3 separate regions of the Mus musculus genome follow, and regions 1 and 2 are each linked to region 3. The links are chromatin contacts, called in public HiChIP or PLAC-seq and promoter capture Hi-C maps. All regions are on one chromosome and are shown on one strand. Each heading gives the region's core, a stretch centred on a gene start, on an enhancer-like site or on the middle of the called end of the contact. The rest is flanking DNA. Distances are from core to core; before and after follow the strand shown.

Region 1 (2,700 bases), core at 154-2,653, 300 kb before region 3:
AAGGATGGGCTGTTTGACCCCATAGGGTGGCCAGGTGTAGACACACCTGAAGGAGAATCTAGACTCTTCCTATGCTGTGACGTCATCCTTTGAGGATCAAGACCAGCCAACCTTAGGCACTGGGGCCATTCCCCTTAGGCTCCTGAGGCTCTGTACGGAACCCACTAGGAAGGGGAGGGCCATTTTCCTGTGGTCCACACTGCATTGGTCAAGTAATGTTCTTTCATTTTTTTTCCCCCAGGCCTGAGTCGGCTGCTTGTTCCTATGTGAGTGTGCCACTTTTCTTTATGGGGTCCAGACTTTTCTTAATTAGAAAGGAAAGCTAGGAAGGTGTAGATGCCCGTAACATTTCTCTCTCTCTCTTACCCACCTCAGGGAGCACGAACAGCAACAGAGGGCCTCCAGGGAAAGCATCGAGGCCCCAGCAGGTAGGCACCATTTGTGCCAATGACTACACGAGTCCTCTGCTGGTTTCCTTGCTCTTCCCTGTCCACTTGTGCTCTTTCTAGGCACTGAAACAGCATCTACCACCTCAAGTTCAGACCCTATACAAGAATCCATTGATGCTCCAGTAAATGTCACCATCACAGTGACTGCAACACCATAGGACAATAATGGTGCAATGGGCCGAGGAAGGCAGGTAGAAGGAGGCAGCCGGGTGTGGTGGCACATGCCTTTAATCCCAGCACTCGGGAGGCAGAGGCAAGCAGATTTCTGAGTTCAAGGGCTTCACAGAGAAACCCTGTCTCGAAAAACAAAAAACAAAACAAAACCAAAACCAAAAACCCAAAAAACAAACTAAGGAAGCAACTCTCTCTTCCCCATCCAACACTCAAAGATCAATTACTTCCAACTCACTATCCAGGCTCGAGAAGTGGTCCACGGCCCACTTACAGTGTTCCACGTGATAAAAGGAGCCCTGGCGCAGTTTGTGGCAGATAAGAGGAAAATCCACAACTGGAGACAACATGGAAGGCATCTGAGCATCTGAGAGCAATTGAAAATGGTACAGGGAATATTCTCTGATACCAGGGAACTAAGAGCTGAGCTCTTGAGAGAGAGAGAGAGAGAGAGAGAGAGAGAGAGAGAGAGAGAGAGAGAGAGAGAGAGAGAACAAAAGCACTGGGTTGAGTAATCCCTAACTCAATTGTAGCTAATGTCTAGCACAGCTCTTTCAATAACAACTTCTGAGATGGTTGCTTGGGTCAAGCTTTATTGGCAAGAAGAGCCAGGTGCCTAGGTATGTGTTCCCTTTGTTCAAATCAGCTTAGGGGCGTCACTGACCACGCAGCGGCCAGACTCCTGCAATCTGTGCCAGCAGAGGTATTCAGCAACACTCCAGTCACCAGGCCTGGGGGAGCTGGCTGACAGAGAGCAGAGGCTGTTCCAAAATCACACTCTGACAGCTGCCAGTGTGAGTCTGAAATCTGGGCGAGGCACAAGTGAGCGCTTGTTTGGCTGAGAGGGGGGAAAAGTCAGGGCTGCTCTGCGGAGGGAGGACAGAGCCAAGCAGGGGCTGATCTGCCAGCAGTACAGAAAGTGGCGCCTGACAGGAGACAGAAAACGGGGAGAAACCTAAGAAGCTTCTTTGGTTCTCACACACTTAGGCCTTATTAGAAAAGGGTTTCAGCTTTCCTCGTAGCTCTCAGGATGGGGCCTGAGAGTTAAAAGCGGCTTATTTGACTATGAGAAATGAAATACAAAATGGCCACACCTGACTGAAAGGATTCTGTTGATTTTCTGGTCAGGGAAGATAACTGACTTCCACTATTCAGGGAAATAAAGCAAGTTTCTGTGGAGGTGCTATATTCCATCCTGGTGCTCACATTCCACGGATCCTGAGGTTGTGGTAACAGACACTATGGGAAAGAAGAATCTCTCTCCTCACTTCTCTCCCATCCTCTATCTCAGCTAAGCTCCTGTTAGGGTCCCTCAGACTCCCTAGTAGACACCTGCTGTAGTCTTGCTCCCTCCCAGAATTGGGAGTCACGATAAGGGAGAGGTGGCTGGGCCCTTGGGTGTTCACAGGGCCTTTGTAGAACAACAAGGCAGAGGTTCTGGAACATTTCCAAATAGGACATTTATATACTCTCAGTCACAAGCCACTCTGTGTCCCCAGGGGTGTGTGTGTGTGTGTGTATGTGTGTGTATGTATGTATCCCTCTTCACAGGCGACTGCACGTGAAAGCAGCATTCTCTTTTAATATAAAATCATGCCAACCAAATAAAACCTGTCAAAACTACATCACTTAGAGTATGTACAACTTCACACATAACAGCACAACTTTAAGGAAAATAAAACATATTTTTTCAATATAGCACAAGGCATGCATCGCAGGGCCAATGCTGTAAGAGCGAGCAATACAGGTAAAGAAAGGACAGTTCCGAACAGTCTCTCGGTAGTGCTGGAGCTGACGCAGAGATGTGACGTGATCAGCCTGGAGTAACAACTGTACAAAGAGAACCCAGCAAGAACCGTTTAACAATGAGATCACCTCAACAGTTTAGAATGACACAATTAACCTGTACCCTGTACAGCACCCGTCACCAGAGCCAGTCACATAATTGGTGAACAAAACCAGGAAAAGGAGACATGATTTACTAGGACTAGGGAAGCTTAATGCTGAACAAAGGCTCTCCCGAACCACGAAGAGCCCCTACCAGCTTCATGGTCAGTGGGCCAGTTGATGGTTAAATCTT
Region 2 (2,700 bases), core at 17-2,516, 320 kb before region 3:
AGTATTCACTATGTAGACAAGGCTGGGCCTTGAACTCACAGAGATCTGCCCAGCCTCCCGAGTGCTGGGATTACAGGTGTGCCACCACCATGCCTAGCTTCTATTTCTTGACTCGTCATTACACAACAACCGCTGAGCATTGGAAATGTGGTGAACATAACTACACAACTGGGTTTTCCATTTTCATTTTAAATGGCTGCACCTGCCAAAGGACTACTGCGTTACAACAGCACAGTATAGAATGTCCTTGCATAAACTAGAGTAGCCTCTGGTCAGGTTACAGCCACTTTGAGAGGCAGCTGTAACATAGAACCCATCTGAAGGAATGTATTGTTAGAATATCACTGCTGCTCAGGCCTCAATATCTCCACAGTAGCCTTTCCCCTTTCACAGATACCAGGATGGACACCCTACCAAAACATCTTGAATTTCTGGCTATCAGACTACCAGGTACCAGGGTTTCTTTCTCACCTGGGGAAGTGAATTTACACCAAAGATAGGCAGTATTGGTGGCCATGCCTCCTGTTCCCACTTTCCCTGCTTCCTGCCTGGGAAACAGAGGGAGTGACTGCAGGCCTCTGCTGAGAAACGACCCTCCATCTACAGAAAGATATAAGAACACACACACACACACACACACACACATCTGCCACATGGATCCTGATTTTTTTTTCCCTTCAGAGTCCCCTCCATTCTGTTCTCTGTTTGTCTGTGACATTATTACTCTTCTAATGAACTCTATATTTCCAACAATATGTCCCCTTGTGCCCACATCCAGACATTTATTGTCTAGGTTATTTTCAATGTTTGAGTGGAATCATGAAGAGGCCACGCAGAAAAAGATGTCCTTTCGTACATACCCAAAAAATGTGTTCTGGCAAAGCACCAAGCTGAAAGCAAAGAGTAGTTAGCCATGGTTTTGTGGAAATGGAAGATGCTACTGACATAGAAAATGCCTTTTGAAAGTGGTTAGGAGGCCAGTAAGGGAAGATACGGCCAGAGAAGAGAAGCCACCAAAAAGTGACCCTTCGTTGCCTCAGCCCCACCATGCCTTTCTCCCCCCTCAGACTGAGAATGCCACCCTTCCTTGCCTGGTTCCCTGGGACCCCCTTTGGGTTCTCCTCAGCTCCCCAGTCTCCTGCCCCTCTCACCTCCTGGCTCAAAACAATCTCCTCTTTGATTGCCAGCTCCACCCCCAGCATGTCCAGTCATCTGCACCTAATCAGGAGTAGCTGGGCCTGGGGGATGATAAACGGGGCTTCTCATTTCAATAAAGTTTGTGTAGAATATTAGAAACAGCTGTGGGCCTCCACTGGCCCTGTAGAACCTGTGGGGGCCAGCAGAGGGGGAGGGGGCTGACATGCCAGAACATCAGGGCAGGAGTCTGTGTAAAAAGATGCTTAGCCACCAAAGCAGAGTTAGCAAGCTTTCACATCAGCATCAGCTTCTGCCTGGAGCCTCAGGCTGGGGTGAAAGCAGAGAGCACTATGCAGTCAGAGGACACCTTCAAGGCTGGTCTCCACTACCCAGCTGGTGTTGGCTGACCTTTATTGTCAGTTCTTTTACAAATGCCACATAGCTGGTTTTCTTGCTTAACAAAAACAAAATCACTTCAATTTGATTATATATATATATATATATATATATATATATATATATAGAGAGAGAGAGAGAGAGAATAAAATCTTTGAGAAAGGGCTGCTTTAAGTATAATCATGTGGTAATATAACTCATCTTTAGAATGCTTCCCTCTTGCAAAACTGAAATTCTCTCTCAGTCAAACAATTCCCTACTGCCTCTTCTCAAACCCTGGCAAGCACCACTCTGTTTTCCATTTCTGTGATTGTGACTACTCTAGGGACCTCATATCAGTGAAATAATACAGAATTTGCCTTTCTGTGATTTATTGTTTTAATAATTGCATAATAGTATATTATAAGGGGGAGAGAGAGAGATAGCTTAATAAAGTGCTTGCTGCACAGACGTGAGAACCTGAGTTTGATGCCCAGGGTCCTTGTAAAAAGCTGCACGTTTAAGTCCACCTCTGGGGATGCAGACACAGGCATGAATCCTTGGAACTCTGAGGCCGGCCATTCCAGCCTCCTTAGTGAGCTGCTGGCCAGAGAAAGAGTCTGCTTCACAAAGTAAGGTGGATGACACTTGAGGCTCATGTACTCAACACATGCATGCACACGCATGTGCCCATGTAAACATTCATACACACACAAAATGTTACAGAATACGGGTATATGTATATCATTCTGCCATTACTATATGAAACACACACACACACTCACACACACATATAGTTTCTTGCTTTTTTTTTCTCCCTATGGCTTAACTCCCAGACTTTGTTTAAATTGGCCAAAGAAATTCATATTTTTAGTTTTCATATGCCCTGATAGGCACCTTTCTCAGAAGGCTGAGGCACTGCCCTGACTGCTAAGAGGGCTGTTTCTCCTTTAGCTTCCCCAGCACCAGGTGTGATCATTCTGAAGTTTCAGTCTCTTGGTACATGAAAAGCAGTATCACATTTTAAAAATATGCATCTCATTGACTATTCATGAAGTACCTTTTCATAAATTCATTGGCCATTCAGTTTTCTTTTCTATAAATCATCTATTCATGCCCTTTGCCCTTTTTTAAAAATTGGATATTTTATTTGTTTACATTTCAAATGTTATTTCCTTTCCCAGTTTC
Region 3 (2,700 bases), core at 115-2,614:
GCAGGCACTCTTAAATCATGAAAATTTTCCCTTTGAACGGAGGAAAGCCTCTCACCGAAGGAGCCGCAGGAAGTCATTTTGGAAATCAAATGTGCCATTCAATAGACTTAAAGCACTCTGTTGTTGGATCTCTGTGCGATACTTATCCCGGAACAGTCGGTGCACATCATCTATCAACTTGTCTACATAGGTCAGCGTGAGGATCTTCTGAAAGCCAACCTGTTTATGGAAGGAGACGGAGCCAATAGATCTCCTTACATGCCAGCCCAGAATGGAAGGAAGCCAACTCAACCCAAGCCTCCAGAGATAGGTTTCCTGCCCCGGGAGAGCCAAGCTTACAATCTTACCCAGAAGTCGCTTGCTTTCTCCCCTCCACATTCCTAACTTTTTTCTATCACTTTATCACATACACAATACCCACAATTAATTAGGTTCATCAGTGGGGATGCTGTTGAGAACATAACTTGTCTTTCTAACATACCCCCACTTACCACAAACACCAGCTCAAACTGGTTGTCCAGTTTATACTTGAGTGTGAGAGCCTCATGAGTGAAAGAGTTGTTACCGCCCCGTTCCTGGAAAAAGAGCGTTTCAGCAGTCAGGCTACATCCACAGCAAAACCAGACTTTGGACTACGTTTGGGAAATAACCAGATATAATCCTGCCCTCAACAAGGGAGTTCTGGGACATTTCTAGCACCCCGTGAGAAAAAAAGACAGACAGACAGACACCAGGTAAGGACAAGGGGTAAAGCTGGGACAGGAGACAGGACACGTGGGAGCCAGGAAGTAAACAGTCATATATAAACAATCAGATCTTCTAGCAGCTGTGAACCATCTACTGTTCCTGAAAGGTGTTCTCGCATCCACAGTTTCACCCAACGTCAAAACAGCAGAAAACCACGCTGCTCGGATGAGTGGAGAGGGAGTTCGAGTCCATTAGGACGCCAGAACGTGGCTAGAGCCCCGGAAACGGGAGGAGTGGGGGGCGTCGCAAAGTTTCGGGATACTGTGATCCAGGCAAGGAAGTCGATCCTGGGTGGCCGGTAACCGACCAGTTTGAGGAGATCAGAACGGAAAGTGCGGAGTGACTACTGGAAAGGGGACCACAGTCTGGGTCTGAGGGACGACAGCCCGGAGTTCTGCCCCGCGGGGGTGGTACCTGCAGCAGTACGGAACGAATCAACGCGTTGACGGGCCCGGTGCACGAGTCGCTCACGCCCTGGAAACACCAGAGCACAAGCCCGCCCTTCGAGAAGATGGTGAAGAAGTCAAGCATGACGGAAGCGGGAGAAGACTTGAGGCCGAGACCGGGGCCGGGAACTCGGGCCGCGTCCGCCGCCGCCGCTTCCTGCTGCGCCAAGCGCGGGACACGTCACACCAGCAGCCCCCGGAAACCGGTTCAGCCGCACTTCCGCTACGAGCCTCCGTGGTCCCGCCCCTTTCCCGCTCAGGGCGCGCGAGATGACGTAGACTCAAGCCTGACCAATAGCACACAGGGGCGGGACTCCAGAGGCGATAGCTCCCCTATAGCGTGGAGGGGTGGAGCCTGAAGAGCACTGCCGGCTAATCGGCGCGTTCGTGTCTATTCCCCGTGGCGCGGACCGATGACAGGAAGGACAGAGTCGGCTTGAGGGGAACCCACCTCAAGCTGAAAGAAGCCGGGCTCTAAGGCCATGTTTCGCAGAGCGCTGCGTCTTGGCTTGGGCCCGGGCCTCCCATACCGGGGGCTACGCACACGCAAAGGAGGCTTTACTCTGGGTAAAGCTGAGGGCAGCAGTGGTTCTGGGGAGCCCAAACCCTCCATAGATGTGACCTTCAAGGTTCGACCCCCTGCCTCGTGCGGGCGGGACAGCGAGTTAGCTGGGGGAAGGGGTAGGCTTGCCTACTAAAGGTCAAAGAGCCGAGGCAAGTGTATGGCTCTCAAGGAGGCACTTCCCAGTGGACAATGCCATATAAATGGAAGCTTGCTGGCGATGATGGATAAGGATAAGAAACCATTACAAAGGTGCCCGGCTTTAGAAGGCTGTGCAGTATGAAGTATACTAGGGACTCGTTCCCTGGGCCTGGCATATCTGAGAATGGGGTTCAGGAGGGAGAGAGATCTGCAAGAGCTAAATAATGTGAGTCACATCTCGCTTGATGGGGAAACAGAAAGTAATTTCAGGAAGTTGAATCTTCCAGTGTTAGAGATCCATGATATTGGGGCCTGGTGGGACAAAGACCAAACAACAAAGTTCTAACAATACTGCTGCATATGAGTTGATCTTATGAGAAAGGATGACATTGGAGGTGTGGCAATCCAAATGCCTATTTCAGCCCCCCTTTTCCTGTACCCATCCTCCAACCCCCAACCACGCAGAAAAGAACATAAGTCATCTAACTGTAACTATGTCCTGCAGACTGGGATGCAAAGGTGTCTGACTTTAAGAAGAAGGTTGATTCCATCCTGCCTGGAAAGAAATATGAAGTGCTGTATGACACCAGCCACCTGCCCCCAGAACAGGCGGATGTGGTCATCATAGGAGGTGGGATTCTTGGTCTGTCTGTGGCCTTTTGGCTGAAGAAGCTGGAGAGTAGAAGAGGTGCCATTCGGGTGCTGGTGGTGGAGCAGGACCACACGGTGAGGTCAGGGAGTAAGGGCAGTCATCTTATTGAGGACACAGACTGTGGCATTGAGGGCAGGGACTGTGCTTTGGAC

What was found. Promoter capture Hi-C pulls out the DNA fragments that hold promoters and counts their contacts. HiChIP or PLAC-seq counts read pairs in DNA pulled down with a chosen protein or histone mark.
Region 1: a contact with region 3 is called in a promoter capture Hi-C map of hippocampal neurons, with 2.1 times the contacts expected there. The contact joins the enhancer-like site here to the promoter of Srpr in region 3. A contact is called at or near these places in 8 of 39 promoter capture datasets (the 3T3-L1 cell line, the C10 cell line, cranial neural crest and 5 more), 8 of 115 datasets of contacts at active chromatin or transcription factors (effector CD8 T cells, embryonic basal ganglia, embryonic forebrain and 5 more) and 3 of 9 other capture datasets (adipose tissue, liver and pancreatic islet).
Region 2: an H3K4me3 HiChIP or PLAC-seq map of embryonic limb bud shows a contact between it and region 3, with 5 times the contacts expected there. The contact joins the enhancer-like site here to the promoter of Srpr in region 3. A contact is called at or near these places in 12 of 39 promoter capture datasets (the C10 cell line, the HPC-7 cell line, cranial neural crest and 8 more), 2 of 15 datasets of contacts at CTCF or cohesin (the NIH/3T3 cell line and large pre-B cells), 11 of 484 Hi-C or Micro-C datasets (the 3T3-L1 cell line, the C2C12 cell line, the C3H10T1/2 cell line and 8 more), 29 of 115 datasets of contacts at active chromatin or transcription factors (the 230-238 cell line, acute myeloid leukemia, craniofacial prominence and 18 more) and 3 of 9 other capture datasets (adipose tissue, liver and pancreatic islet).

What each region holds. Positions count from the first base shown.
Region 1 is chr9:35,507,129-35,509,828 of GRCm38.p6, reverse strand. It overlaps Cdon (cell adhesion molecule-related/down-regulated by oncogenes), which reads right to left. Exons shown (of 19, transcript NM_021339.2): 19 at 2,177-2,700. Gm1113 (predicted gene 1113) reads left to right here. Exons shown (of 12, transcript NM_001378295.1): 10 at 242-266; 11 at 376-428; 12 at 510-607. The coding sequence ends at 607. Among named protein-coding and RNA genes, the nearest start is that of Gm1113, 9.8 kb to the left of the region's middle. Within about 2 kb of position 1,403, at least 79 of the 459 cell types and tissues checked have an H3K27ac peak or open chromatin away from gene starts, as enhancers often do. A contact at or near this core is called in adipose tissue, fibro-adipogenic progenitors and hippocampal neurons, where this site is marked.
Region 2 is chr9:35,528,542-35,531,241 of GRCm38.p6, reverse strand. No RefSeq gene overlaps it. Among named protein-coding and RNA genes, the nearest start is that of Gm1113, 12 kb to the right of the region's middle. Within about 2 kb of position 1,266, at least 23 of the 459 cell types and tissues checked have an H3K27ac peak or open chromatin away from gene starts, as enhancers often do. A contact at or near this core is called in craniofacial prominence, embryonic limb bud, neural tube and 1 more, where this site is marked.
Region 3 is chr9:35,209,867-35,212,566 of GRCm38.p6, reverse strand. Srpr (signal recognition particle receptor ('docking protein')) reads right to left here and starts at 1,364. Exons shown (of 14, transcript NM_026130.1): 1 at 1,162-1,364; 2 at 492-575; 3 at 56-219. The coding sequence starts at 1,278. Foxred1 (FAD-dependent oxidoreductase domain containing 1) reads left to right here and starts at 1,512. Exons shown (of 11, transcript NM_001291448.1): 1 at 1,512-1,760; 2 at 2,402-2,622. The coding sequence starts at 1,676.